Linked DNA regions of Oryctolagus cuniculus: region 1 is linked to region 2. A link is a contact called in public Hi-C data. All regions are on one chromosome and are shown on one strand. Each heading gives the region's core, a stretch centred on a gene start, on an enhancer-like site or on the middle of the called end of the contact. The rest is flanking DNA. Distances are from core to core; before and after follow the strand shown. Region 1 overlaps LOC127483686 (a long non-coding RNA gene). Region 2 overlaps MYZAP (myocardial zonula adherens protein).

Evidence for each region. A called contact is a pair of places that touch in the nucleus more often than the background predicts.
Region 1: a contact with region 2 is called in a Hi-C map of embryonic fibroblasts, with 1.6 times the contacts expected there. The contact joins two enhancer-like sites. A contact is called at or near these places in 2 of 6 Hi-C or Micro-C datasets (embryonic fibroblasts and psoas muscle).

What each region holds. Positions count from the first base shown.
Region 1 is chr12:80,730,378-80,737,371 of mOryCun1.1, reverse strand. It overlaps LOC127483686 (a long non-coding RNA gene), which reads right to left. Exons shown (of 3, transcript XR_011380921.1): 3 at 729-3,035. Among named protein-coding and RNA genes, the nearest start is that of POLR2M, 160 kb to the right of the region's middle. Within about 2 kb of position 2,306, at least 1 of the 8 cell types and tissues checked has an H3K27ac peak or open chromatin away from gene starts, as enhancers often do.
Region 2 is chr12:80,515,793-80,522,527 of mOryCun1.1, reverse strand. MYZAP (myocardial zonula adherens protein) reads right to left here. Exons shown (of 14, transcript XM_008268955.3): 12 at 6,052-6,135. Among named protein-coding and RNA genes, the nearest start is that of POLR2M, 54 kb to the left of the region's middle. Within about 2 kb of position 1,412, at least 1 of the 8 cell types and tissues checked has an H3K27ac peak or open chromatin away from gene starts, as enhancers often do.

The DNA of each region.
Region 1 (6,994 bases), core at 1,057-3,556, 210 kb before region 2:
GACATGAAGTGGAAGAGCTGAGCACTACAAGATTCAAGTTTCTTACAAATTCAGAATTGATGTCAAGAACAGGGATTCCCTGTCATCCAACATTTAACCTTATTTGACCTGTTCTTCCATATTTCACAAAGCATGAGGTTGGAACTACTATGCCACCATTTATCAAAACCTTAATTATTTTAAATGAATCCTGGCCAAAAAAAAAAAAAAAGGGCTAGGAAATACCAAAAATGTTTGGCCTGACAATGGAAATGGAAAATGTGAACAGCTAAATTTATTGAAATGCTATCCCCTAAAATGAAGTTTTTTTTATGTATTTTTACAAATATTTTGTTGAGACCCAAACAGGGTTGGGCCTGGGGACTTCAATAAGACTACCTTAGGCTCCTTAAATGACATGAGGAATAATGCGTCAATCCCGTGATAGATCCAGCAGGAGCCTCACTTCATCTGTGCGTGTGCAGGACTGGGCAGCTATAATCCCAAGGATTCAGGGCCCAATGTAAAGACTCCAGATGAAACAGAATACCTAGCACGGAAAGGCAACGCTGCTCCGAAGGAAATGATGAAGCGATGAGAGCTTTTCACACCTGAAGAAATCCAGGCATGGGCCCTTCACCCCTTTCCGGCGGGGGAAGGACTGAACCCAGAAAGCTTTAGTGCTCAAATTGAAAGTTTCTCTGCTTAAAAGTCATATAAAATTGTCAATTTACACAAAGAAGGCAATCTTTTTTTTTTCACTATTTCTAATATAGATGTTCCATAAAATGCAGGAAATTTTTAATTTAAAATTGTTGATCATTAGTATTTGGTTATACTTTAAAAAAAATACCAGTATGTTGATAATACCCCAAGGGCAGGGGATATTGAATCTTAGCTGACACAGGGGATAAGAATCAATCACTACTTAAATCTACCTTAACTTCAGAAAGCATTCAAAGTGTATGATGGCTTTGGTATTCCAATAATCTCTGACTTAAAATCCACCCCTTGACTTCTGTGACTGTAATTCATTCAAATCTTATTTGTATTTTGTTTTATTTTCAAATTTTATTTGTTCATTTACAGAGAGAGAGAGAGAGAAACTCCCATCCACTGCTTTTCTCCTCAAATGCCCACCATAGCAGGGGCTGGATCCACCTGAAGCCAGGAGCCCACAACTCCATGTGGGTCTCCCACATGGGTAGCAGGGAATAAAATACTGGAGCCATCACCTGCTGCCTCCCAAGATGTGCATTGGCAGGAAAACTGGAACTGGGACACAAACCCAGGCACTCCAAAAATCATGATTATGAAACTTCTCTCTTTAGCATAGACTTAGGCAAGGTTGATCCTGCCCAGACCTGCTGTTTATAGGGCTTTACAGGGCCTTGCCTTCACTCTTGTCCAGAAACACCCCCTGGACACTGGGCTTGTTTAAGCATCACTTCAGGAACCGGGCTTCCTGGAATTCTCTGCTTCAAATGACTCTGCTTGTAGATATAATCCCAGGCTCAGAATGGCCAAAGGGCAGCTGGATGCTGAAGACATGGACAGAATTGTGCTGTGTGGACTGCCACATCACAAATGTGCACTCAAAGAGCCTTGTGCATTGGGGGATAGAGAGTGAACCTCCAGCCAGCAGCCGCTTCTCCCTGTACCACCTTGTTCCAGTAGAGAACTCCACGAGCTTGAGAGCTGTAAATTCCAGCCTGACCATCCACATTGTTATGAAGTTAGATTTGTCCAGGGGGGAGGACAGAACATATTTTATCTGGCAGTGTGTTGGTTTGATTTATAACTGTGAACTATTTAGACACATGGTGTGTGGGCCCTGCAAATGGGAGGGGCGGAACTGGCTTTCAAAGCAGTGGGGGTGAGGCTGAGGGTGACATCCCCATTCTTCTCACCCTGGGGCTCTCCCTGTTCTCCATCAAAGGGCTGCTGTGGATTGGATGGATTGCAAAGAATGCTGGTTCTCTACAGGGCTCTCCCCACCAGAAAGAATGGTTTCCATTTGCAGAGTATGGCTACAGCATTCGTCCAGACTCCCTGTGTCAGCTGAAGGCAGCTGGCTATGTGTTTCAGCTTGTTTTCCTTGTGTGCTGGGCAAGTGTGCCAAGCCAAAGTTCAGCAGAGCCAGAGCTAGGCAAACCCTCCCAACCCTTGCTATACAGTATAATCGACATTTCTGTATGAAGCCAGTACATGCCTTTTCTGTAAGGCACAAAACTATGCTTGCAAGCTATGGCCTCAGGAATGGCAGAGCAATGGTGTTAGATATGAAATTACATTATAGAGGCCGGCGCTGTGGCATAGCAGGTAAAGCTGCCGCCTGCAGGTCCAGCATCCCATGTGGGCGCCGGGTCGAGTCCCAGCAGCTCCACTTCTGATCCAGCTCTCTGCTGTGGCCTGGGAAACCAATGGAAGACAGTCCAAGTCCTTGGGCTCCTTCACCTGCGTGGGAGACCTGGAGGAAGCTCCTGGCTCCTGGCTTCAGATTGACACAGCTCCGGCTGTTGCAGCCAGTTGGGGAATGAACCAGCGGATGGAAGACCTCTCTCTCTCTCTCTCTCTCTCTCTCTCTCTGATTTTCAAATAAATAAATAAATATTTAAAAATTAAATTATCACACTTTACCCAAGTGGTAGCAGCTTTGGCCTTATGCCTGAATAGGAAGCTTAGCCACTGACTATCCATGTAACTTATTCATGTTAACTAAGTTACTTAGCCCTCTTTGAATTTCTGTTTCCATCTCAAAATGGGAAACAGGAGAGGAAATGGAAAGGAGAATAAAGAAAAAAATGAGCATGGTAAACACTCAAAGTGTAGACTCATCTTTAGGCTCCATCACCCCATCTCTGAAGCTTATCTTCATACATAATGTTTGCCCCTCTGGCTAATAGCCAATGCTATGGGCCCATGTACCCCATTGTTCTCCCTCAAACTTGCCTCTGTAAGATTGGCAGTATTCCATGCCTAGGGCAGTTGACAACATGAGAGTGCTCAGTCCAGCCCAACAGCAAGCAACTTGATTCCAGTTGTTCATCAATTTCCTGCAAAAACAAACACAACAAAACCTCAGCCTTCAATATCTAGATGAAACCACACTTTCAAAGAAAAGTGCTCTTTTGGGACCCACTATCCATGAGAGAGTGAACACAAATGTGGACGAAGCTGAGAACTTCCTTCAAAATTCACAAGCCAACAAAAAGAGAAGATGGGTGTAAAAGTGCCCAGTAGTTCAGGGTGAAAGACCACACAGACTCCAGAACCAGACGGGCTGGGCAGTGTCACTGCACTGGATTCTGTCACTCAGCATGGTGCAATGCTTGGATATGGTTTGACTTGGTCGAAGATTTGTGTGTGAGAAGATGGGTCCCCAGGGTGGTGGGCTTTCAGCAGAGGTGGCGTTCAATGGGAGATCCTTAGATCATGGAGAGTATGCCCTTTGAAGGGATTGTGAGATCCCAGGCCCTTTGGCTTTCTGTCTGGCAATGTGATCTCGCCCTCTCACACACACCCCATCATCTGCCATGAGGCCTGCAGAGCTAAGTTAATGCCAGCATCATGCCCTTGACTTCCAGATCTGTGAGCTAAATAAACCTCTTTTCCTTTTAAAGTTACCCAGTCCCATGTATCTTATTATAGTAATGGGAAACAGACAGATAGAAGGAAACTTCAAAAAGTTCATTGGAAAATGCAATCAAAAGATAATTTTATTTTGGTGCCAAAAATTTTTGAAATCCCCTCATAGTTCTTCATAATATGTATTTTTCATGACAGTTTTGAAGACCTCTAACATGCATGGCTTTCAAATTTTTTTTTCACCAAAATGCATGCATCTTTTAATTCCATCTTTTTAAAAAAGGTTTATTCTATTTGAAAGGCAGACTTATTCAAAGAGAGGGAGAGAGAGAGAGAGAGAGGGAGAGAGAGGGAGAGAGAGAGAGGGAGAGAGATCTTCTACCTGCTGATTCACTCCCCAAATGGCCACAATGACCAAGGCTGGGTCAGGCCAAAGCCAGAACCCAGGGGCTTCTTCTGGGTCTCCCACATGGGTGCAGGGCCCAAGGACTTAGGCCGTTGTCCATAACTTTACCAAGCACATTAGCAGAGAGCTGCATCAGAAGTGGAGAAGTCAGGACTCAAACCTGTGAGCATATGGGATGCTGGCTTTGTAGGTGGTGGCTCAACCCACTACGCCACAGGATTGGCCCCTAATTTCATGTTTAAATGAATTTTTAGAAGTACCCCCATAAACTTAGTATGTGAATTTGGACAATTTCATGTCTCTGGATATTAATTTCACCCTCTGTAAAATGTGACAAAATCCAATTATATTGAAATGACCTAATATAAATCCATAGCGCAGTTTCTGGAAGTTAGTGAGTATTTTGAGGATAGCTGCTTTTATTATAACAATGTTAATGCTACTGATAACTAAAATTACACGGTGAATGGCAATAGTATGAACAAAATGTCACCTAATTGTGCAAGCTTAGTTGTATCTAGGGAAGGCAAAGGGAGGATGTGAGTGATCTGGGCCTTGAAGGGTGAGAACTTTGCCAAGTGGCAGAGAGACAGAAAATGGCACTGCAGGCAAGGGGGGCTCCGTGATGCAGCGCTGTGAGCTACTGTTGGATCCGTGCTCTCTGACTGTAGGAGAAGAGGCTGGAGAGGCCGATTGAGGACACAGCAGCCAGTAGGGCCACACTGAGAGGAGAGGATTCTAAGCTACCTGTACCGCTGTGCTGGCAGCTGTCTTGTAGAACAGAGGCCCCAGCTGTGCGGACTGAAGAGAAGGCCGAGCTTGCGCATGCTAAGCACAGACACTGGAGAAGATTTTGGGAAGTATTTTGTCATTCTAATCAATAGTAATGTCGCCTGTTGTCTCACAAAGCCATAACCCTTGAAAAAACAGTCTTTGGAGGCTCAGCTGGCTACAGAGTACCTGAAGCCAAGAAATTCAATTGTTAATCCTGATTCAAAGGACCCACTCATTTGTAAGAGAATAAATCTCTATGTGGCAAGTGTGTTGGGTGTAATGGTTAAGACTTTCCTTGGAAGACTTGGGGTAGCCACATGCCACATCAGAGCACCCAAGTTGTAGTCTCAACTCTGAACCCAATTCCAGCTGCCTGCTAATGTACATCCTGGGAGACAGCAGGTGATGGCTCAGGTAAATGTGTCCCTGTCACCCACATGGGCAACCTAGATTGAGTTCAGGGTTCCTGGCTTCAGCCCAGCCAAGCTCTGGTTGTTGCAGGCATTTGAGGGTAACACAATGGATGGTTAAATAGAGGTGTCTGTCACTTTTCTCTCTCTGTCTCTCCACCTTTCAAATAAATACAATGTGTAAAGGAAAAATTTTTAGAAGTCAAAGTAATTACTAAATGCTTAACATCAAAATAAATTTTTAAGCTCTCAATGGCTATCAAGACTTCTCAGCATATGTAAGCTTAAATATGTAATGTGCAAGAGCTTTTCAATAAATAAATGAAGAATTTTTCCTAAAAGGTCTTTGGTTGGGGGGGAGTTACATTTTTTTTCTTTTTCTTCTTTTTTTCCTATTTTGCAGCTGCAGCAGAAAAGTTTCTAAAAAAATAAAAAAAGAAAGAAAGAAAAGAAAAAGACACTGTGGCCAGCCAACTTCCTTTCCAAACATTTGGTCCTGAGTAGCTCCTGCAAAGAATAGTCAAGTGTAATAGACGTGGAGGAATGTGGCAATCCATTTGCTTTATTTCTGCAAAATTATTGCAGATTGCAGGTCTGGGGGAGGGGATGCGTGGGAGAAATTGGCTGCTCTGTTTCCTTTGGTGCAGGAATGAGTCTCCAGGGCATTCTACCTTTCTCTGCTGAGCAGTCCACCCAGGACCCTCCTTTTGCCCTGGAGCCTGCTGCTTGGAAGAAACACTCACGGCGTATTTCTGCCCTCGTGTGACAACAGCAGTCATGTATCATGGGCAGCAGGCCAGCAGCTCTTCACCTAGAACAAAAACAGGCCAGCCAGAGGTGGTCCTGCAATCACCGTTTTTTTTTTTTTTTTTTTTTTTTTTTTTTTTTTTTTTTTGGACAGGCAGAGTGGACAGTGAGAGAGAGAGACAGAGAGAGAAAGGTCTTCCTTTGCCGTTGGTTCACCCTCCAATGGCCGCCGCTGCAGCTGGCGCACCGCGCTGATCCGATGGCAGGAGCCAGGATCCAGGTGCTTTTCCTGGTCTCCCATGGGGTGCAGGGCCCAAGCACCTGGGCCATCCTCCACTGCACTCCCTGGCCATAGCAGAGAGCTGGCCTGGAAGAGGGGCAACCGGGACAGAATCCGGCGCCCTGACCGGGACTAGAACCCAGTGTGCCGGCACCGCAAGGTGGAGGATTAGCCTGTTGAGCCACGGCGCCGGCCAATCACCGTTATTTTTTAATCATTTTTTATGAGTGATTCAGAAATTAACCAGTAATGTGCTGAGAAAACATTGTACAAGCTACAAATAAAACGTGCAATGAAAGAACATGGATGACATAATATATACTGACGTAGAAGGATGTCCAAGACAGAATCTGAGACAAGGAAAGTACCAAAAAACAGGTATAGCATGATCCTGATTTTATGATTCATTGGAGAAACAAGGTGTCAATAAGTTTGGTTAGGCAGGGAAAGATGTCTGGAATGATAAATAGTATGTTATAGACCAACTTCTTAATTGTGTTTATTCTAGGAAAGAAGAAGGGAGAGGAAGAAAAGAGAGCGGCTGCTCTTTTTTTTATTCTTTTAATAATTAAAAAAGGAAAAACACAGAGGGCTGGTGTTGCAGCATAATGTGTTAAGCCACTGCCTACAACACTGTCATCCCATGTGGGCAGCAGTATGTGTCCCAGCTGCTGTGCTTCCAATCCAACACCCTGCTAATGGCTTGGGAAAGCAGTGGAGGATGACCCAAGTACTTGGGCCCCTGTACACACATGGGCGACCCGAATGAAATGCGTGGCTCCTGGCTTCAGCCTAGCACAACCCCAGCCA
Region 2 (6,735 bases), core at 163-2,662:
AAGAATAAAAAACATATGTCCACACAATGATTTGTATAGTAATGTTTATACTAGGTTTTTTTTTTTAAAGATTTATTTATTTATTTGAAAGTCAGAGTCACACACACACACACATACACAGAGAGAGAGAGAGAGAGAGAGAGAGAGAGAGGTCTTCCATCTGCTGGTTCACTCCCCAACTGGCCGCAATGGCCAGAGCTGCGCCAATTTGAAGACAGGAGCCAGGAGTTTCTTTTGGGTCTTCCATGTGGGTGCAGGAGCCCAAGGAATTGGGCCAATCTCTGCTGCTTTACCATGTCATAGCAGAGAGCTGGATAGGAAGTGGAACAGCCAGGACTAGAACCAGCGCCCATATGGGATGCCAGCACTGCAGGTGGTGGCTTTACCCACTATGCCACAGTGCTGGCCCCTATATCAGTTTTATTCACAATAGCTCCAAACAGGAAAAAACTCAAATATATATCAATAGGTGAATGGATAAATAAACTATGATATGTTCTTACAATGGAACACTACTATGCAATGAAAAATAATCTAGGCAACCTATGTGCATTATAATTCATTATGCTGAGTGAAATAAGCTAGAGAGAAAAAAGCACCTACTGTAGAATTCATTGGTATGGAATGCTAACAAACTTGTAGTGACAAAAAGTGTTTAAAAAATACCCCCCTGCAGCCAGTGCTGTGGCGTAGCCGGTTAAACCACCCCCTGCAGTGCCAGCATCCCATATGGGCACCAGTTCAAGACCTGGCTGCTCCACTTCCGATCCAGCTCTCTGTTATGGCCTGGGGAAGCAGTAGAAGATGGCCCAAGTCCTTGGGCCCTTAAAACCACATGGGAGACCTGGAAGAAGCTCCTGGCTCCTGGCTTTGGATCAGTGCAGCTCCAACTGTTGCGGTCAATTGGGAAGTGAACTAGTAAATGCAAGACCTCTCTCTCTCTCTCTGCCTCTCCTTCTCTCTCTGTGTAACTCTAACTTTCAAATAAATAAATTAATCTTTTAAAATAATATCCTCCTTCCTTCCCCTAAAATAATGTATCATGGGTATCCTGGATGTGAACGGGGAAGCAGAGAAGCTGCCGGTGACTGAAGTGGTGCACCTCTGCGCAGCGGCGGTGGCTCCACAAGTACACACAATGATCAAAACTTCCCAGACGGACATGGTCTCTCTAGATGCAAGACATTTATGTGAATTCATATGCATCAAAGTTGATTTTTAAAAAATGATACCCTGAACATGAGCAATAGGAAGAAAGCTAGCTAGGGAGAGACAGAGTTCAGATATACTTTAAAAATAAAACTAACAAGACTTGCTGGAGTCAAACAAAGACGATTCACTTCTGAGCCTTGCAGAATCACTAAAACGGGCTGACACAAAACAGCTTGCCTGGACTGCAGCCCATAGCAGATCGCTTCTGGGATTGAGAATCAAATTGCAGATTTTTCCTGCTTTCAAACACCACCACCTTGTGTTTGTACGTGTAATGAATACCACAGGGTGGCTTGGGAGGCTTGTGTGCCTTCCAGGAAGGAAGAACCCAGTGCAACAACTTCGGGCATTTTTTTTCTTCTTCTTCTCTTTGGATATTACATCATTCATGCATGGCCGTCACTTCCTCCTCCAACTCCCTCAGGCCCAGGGCCGTGAGCAGCCAGGAGCTGAAGTATGTGCACTCCACAAGAACATGTGTCCAATAATATGTGGACAGGAAACCCTAGTGCCTGGTGCTGCCGCCCCAATACTACACAGCAAAATTAGTAACAGCTTCGAGAATGCACAACAGACATGTTGAGAGCTCTGTGTGCATATTAAACACAGGATGGACAAAGCCAAGACATTTGACGCCTTCCTCTGCTTTCCGAATTCTGCCAACAGTTTAGGATATCCAGCTAAGAGAAACGCAATGAAACCTGTTCAGAGTTCCAGAAAGCTTATCAACCTTATGAAGATACATGCTTGTAATTTTGTTTTAAGAACATTTACTCTATTGAAAATAGGGGACAGGATCTTTCTTCTCCAGGAGGTGAGCAAATAAATAGCTGTTTGGAGGAAAGAAAAAGAAAACATAGACATATTTTTATTAACAGGAAGATTTTGAATTGGCTAATGAAAATGTAGCCTGACAGAGCAAGCTAGAGAAAGTTTTTAAGAATCTGGTGTCTATTTTAATGGAAAAGGGTGTAATATATAAATGAGTTTAAACACAGGTAAGTCTAAATCCAGGGTCCAAAACAATCTACATTTTCTATTTTAATAGAAACAGGTTCCAGATTGTCAGCCATGACCCAGGAAATGGCCTGGATTTTTCTCTGAGCCCAGGATCAGGGATACAATGTTCTCTCAGACTGTTTGCCCAATGTCCTGATAGGATTTGAAAAAAAAAGGCAATAAAGTTTTCAAACTTTAAAAATCAAAGTAATCTTGGAGATGATCTAAGGCTCCTCCTCAGCTGTTAAAGTGAAACAACTGAGCCCAAATTGGTGGCAGTATGATGTGCTCAGGTTCACGCACAGAAAATGATGAAAGGTGGGTAAGAACTAAAGTCTCCATGATGCTGAGCAATCAAGAAAAAACTTTTACATGTGGCAAGCACAGCTCTTGTGTTTCACACACAATATTTCATTTTATCATAAAAAACAGAAATCCTTCCAGGCAGGTATGATTATCTCCATTTTACAAATGCCAAAAAATAAATATATAAAAAATAAAATGAGGCTTAGAAGGATAAAAGTCACTTGAGCAGAATGGTTTCGATTGTCAGTGGAGGTGTCAGGATCTAAACTTAGAAATCTCAGATAAAACTCCACTCTTGGATAATATTTTCACAGTACATCCAGGGAATAAACGCCTTGATTTGTGGTATATGCCAATTTCAGTAGTGAAAAGGGTCCCTCCATAGCTAATTTCAAGCTACCAACATAGGATAACCGGATGTAGACCTGAAAAGAAGGCACACACTCAGCTTTCCTGAGCCAGCGTGAGGCAGCTCCAGTACCCCACCGGACACACCGTGCAGTTCTGAAATCCGTGGCTCAAAGCACGGTTTGAAAAGTCAACATGTTTCTGGAAGACAGGCAGAATTAGACTCAGCAAGGCTATGTCCAAGAAGCAGACCTCACCCAGTGCCTGGGGGGAGTTAGTGGCCTAGCCTCCTAGACTTTTTGTAATTATAACTCGGGGCACCTCCCAGGAACCACCAGTGAAAGTGAGTCCCCACTGTCCACAGCAGTGATCTCCTCAAAAAGTCTCCCCTTCCTGGCTGGCCTCCCATCCCTGTCTTATTTCCCCTCTCCCTCCTGGGGCTTCCTGGGATCACTTCCCAGATAAACTATCTCAACTTATACCCACACCTCAGGGTATAAGTTCCTCAGGGCCTGAGGAAACCCAAAGTAACAGATGAGTTTAATAAATCAAGCATTAAGCCCAACCGAAGGCTCCTCTCTATGCATGCTATCCCTTTGGACATTCAGTAATCTACCAGTAGGGGGCAGGTGTTTAACCTAGTTGTTAAGACTTCAGTTATGACGCCCACCTCCGGGACAGGTGTTTGGCACAGTAGTTAAGCTGCCACATGGGATGTGCACAAGCCATTTCAGGGTTTCTGAGTTTGAGTCCCAGCGCCACTCTGAATTCCTGTTTCCTGCTGATGTGCATCCTAGGAGGCACAGGTGATAGCTTAAGAAGTTGGGCCCCTTGGGGCCGGTGCTGTGGTGCAGTAGGTTAAACTTCTGCCTGTGGTACTGGCATCCCATATGGGCGCCGGTTCTAGTCCCGGCTGCTCCTCTTCTAATCCAGCTCTCTGCTATGGCCAGGGAAAGCAGTAGAATATGGTCCAAGGGCTTGGGCCCCTGTATCCACATAGGAGACCGGGAAGAAGCTCCTGACTCCTGGCTTCAGATCGGTGCAACTCCAGCCATTGCAGACATCTGGGGAGTGAACCAATGGAAGGAAGACCTTTCTCTCTGTCTCTTCCTCTCACTGTCTGTAACTCTACCTCTCAAATAAATAAATAAAATCTTTTTTTTTTTTTTTAAAAAGAAGAAGAAAAAGTTGGGTCCCTGCCACCCATATAGGAGACCCAGATTGACTTCCTGCCTCCAGATTTCAGCTTGACCCAATTCTGGCTATTAAAGGCATTTGAAGAATGAACCAGCAAGTGGGAGATCTCTCTCTTTCTCTGTCACTCAATCACTCACTCACTGTGTCTCTCTACCTTCCAAATAAATGAAATAGCATCTCATATAGGAGTGCCTGTGTTCAATTCCAGGACCGATCCCTGACCCCAGCAACCCTGTAAGGCAGTTGTGATGCCTCAAATAATTGGGTTCCTGCCACCTACACAGGAGACTTGGATTCAGTTCCTGGGTCCCAGGTTCAGGCCCGGGCCAGCCCAGCCAGCTCCTCCTCTCAAATAAATAAATGAATGAATAATCAATGAATCAAGCAGTCAATGTACCAGTAGGAGAGCTCACTTGAGTAGTACAGCCAGAGACAAGCTAGGGGGCACTGTTCTGGGTGACCTGTTGGCTCTCCTGTCAGCGTCTCTTTCCTCTCCCCTGCGACTGCTTTCTCTGGACACATGGACATCGAGCGGGACACTCACTCTTTGACTCTCATTGGACAATGTGTGATTCTTCCCAGAGGATGCTGCAATTTCAGAAGGAAATCTTGTGAATATAAACATCATTCATAAGGCTGGAGCTGGACTCAGTGATCATAGAAGGGAAGACTTGAGTATGGATGGAGAAATGTCCATTGACACAGTTTCGGTAGATGAGATGCTTGGGTTTTAGGACTGCTGTAGCTCCCCCCTCCCCTCACTGCAAACCCGGTAGTTAAAAGCTCAGGGTCCTCACTTAGGCATGACCGACCCAGCTGTAATCTACTGCAGGTCCCCTACCACCTCTGAGCCTCAGTTTCCCCACATATAAGATAGCAGAAATATACTCTCACCCAGAGGGCATCCATCCTAATAATGAGAGAACAATAATTGTTAACAATGACTGAGTACTAGCTATGCATCAGGCACTTGCTATGCAGTCTCCATTCACTGTCATGATTCCCATTTCATGATGATAAAAAAAAACTTCCCCCAGGTACCCAGCTAATAAGAAGCAGATCCCAGGTCTGAAACTTAGGTAAATCTGATTCCACTCTTAACTTCTATGTTATACAAAGCATAAGGAAAATGTGGACAATTATCCTTACTTCATGGTAATCTCTTAGGCAGTCTCACTGGGGAAGGACTACACTGGGAAACACAGGCAAGGACAGGTGCTTGGCAAACCAACCTCTCACAGAGTCTCAAAAAGAAACGGCTCAATGCCAAGGTCTTAATAAATAAAAAGTCTTCAGAGCAAATAGATTTTGGCTTCTCTTTCTATTAATATCTAACTTCTTAAGGTTCTTCCAACTCTATAATTTCCTTCTCTGGAAGGTATACAAAATCTTTCAATGACTTTCAAAAAGCTAGAAAGTCAAGAGTAATATGCATCTTAAAGTTAGGCAAAATTAAGTCACTCACTAAAACATGTTCACTCAATGCTATGAAGAGCACTGGAGTAGTAGTCTTACTTTCAGCCTGGATCTGGCACTCACCAAGATGCGTGACCCTGAGCAAAACCACACACCTCTTCTGTGCCTTTAGTTTTTTCACTTGTTAATGTAGCAATCATAATCCTCATCTTGCCTTTCTTGATGTGAGCTGAGAGAATCGGGTGAGGGATCTATGTGAAAATACTTCACAAATTATAAAGCAGCACACTGATATGGGAAATTCTCAGTATTAGTCAGTTCATCAGTCTAGTGAAGGAAATTCTTGAACAAGACAAACTAAAGCCCAAAGGCGGAGGTGAGCAGCAAGCAGGAGTGAGGAGTCAGATGGGGAGAAAAAGTAGCTGTCAGTACCCCAGTTTCAGGGCTGGCAGTTAACCTTCAATCAATTTTATAAGGCCAGGAAATAACCATATTTTTAATTAAGTGCCAGTGGTAGGCTCCGCAGCATAAAATTTAATGGTAGGGAAGACAGCAACTTAAGCAATTTCTTACCTCTCCTTCTAAGAAAGAGATCTTCTCTAAAAGCTGCAATATTAAGAGCTGTTTCTGCTGCACTTTTTTCTTTAATGACTCAATCTAGAAAGAAACACATTGAGAAATGTTATTCAAAAATGTAGCCTTGTCTGAGTGCAAGTTACTTAACCGGAAGAGAGGATGCTGGTTTTCATTTAAACAGAAGCCGCATACTGACTTCTGTTTTCATGGAATGAGATTCACATGAGATGCCCAGGAAAGCCAGATGCTGCGTTCAGGTAAGCTTGGGATATTGGAAGTGATTTCTGAGTCACATCTCATTAGCTTTGTTAAACTCAACATCTCTCCATGGATGTTGCTTCGCACCCCCTAATAACATTCTATAGACAATCCAAAGAACATCTTCAGGAAATGCTGATACAAGTCTTCAACGAGCTTGGACCGATGAGGCAGCCAGCATTTCAAACCGTCAGCTCTGTCACTCCCATGAATAACTTCACATTTGATCCACCAAGTGTTGTGAGTGTTGATCTGGGGAAAGGATCACCAAAACTGCTAGTGAAACTTAAAGGATTAAGGACTCGTGTGGCCCAGAGTAACCAGCAAAGGCTTCCTAAGTGGACTTGAGCTGGGTCTTCACCTGTATTTTTATAATATGCTCTATCTTGAACTGCTTTTGTTTTTTGTTCACATATCATATCT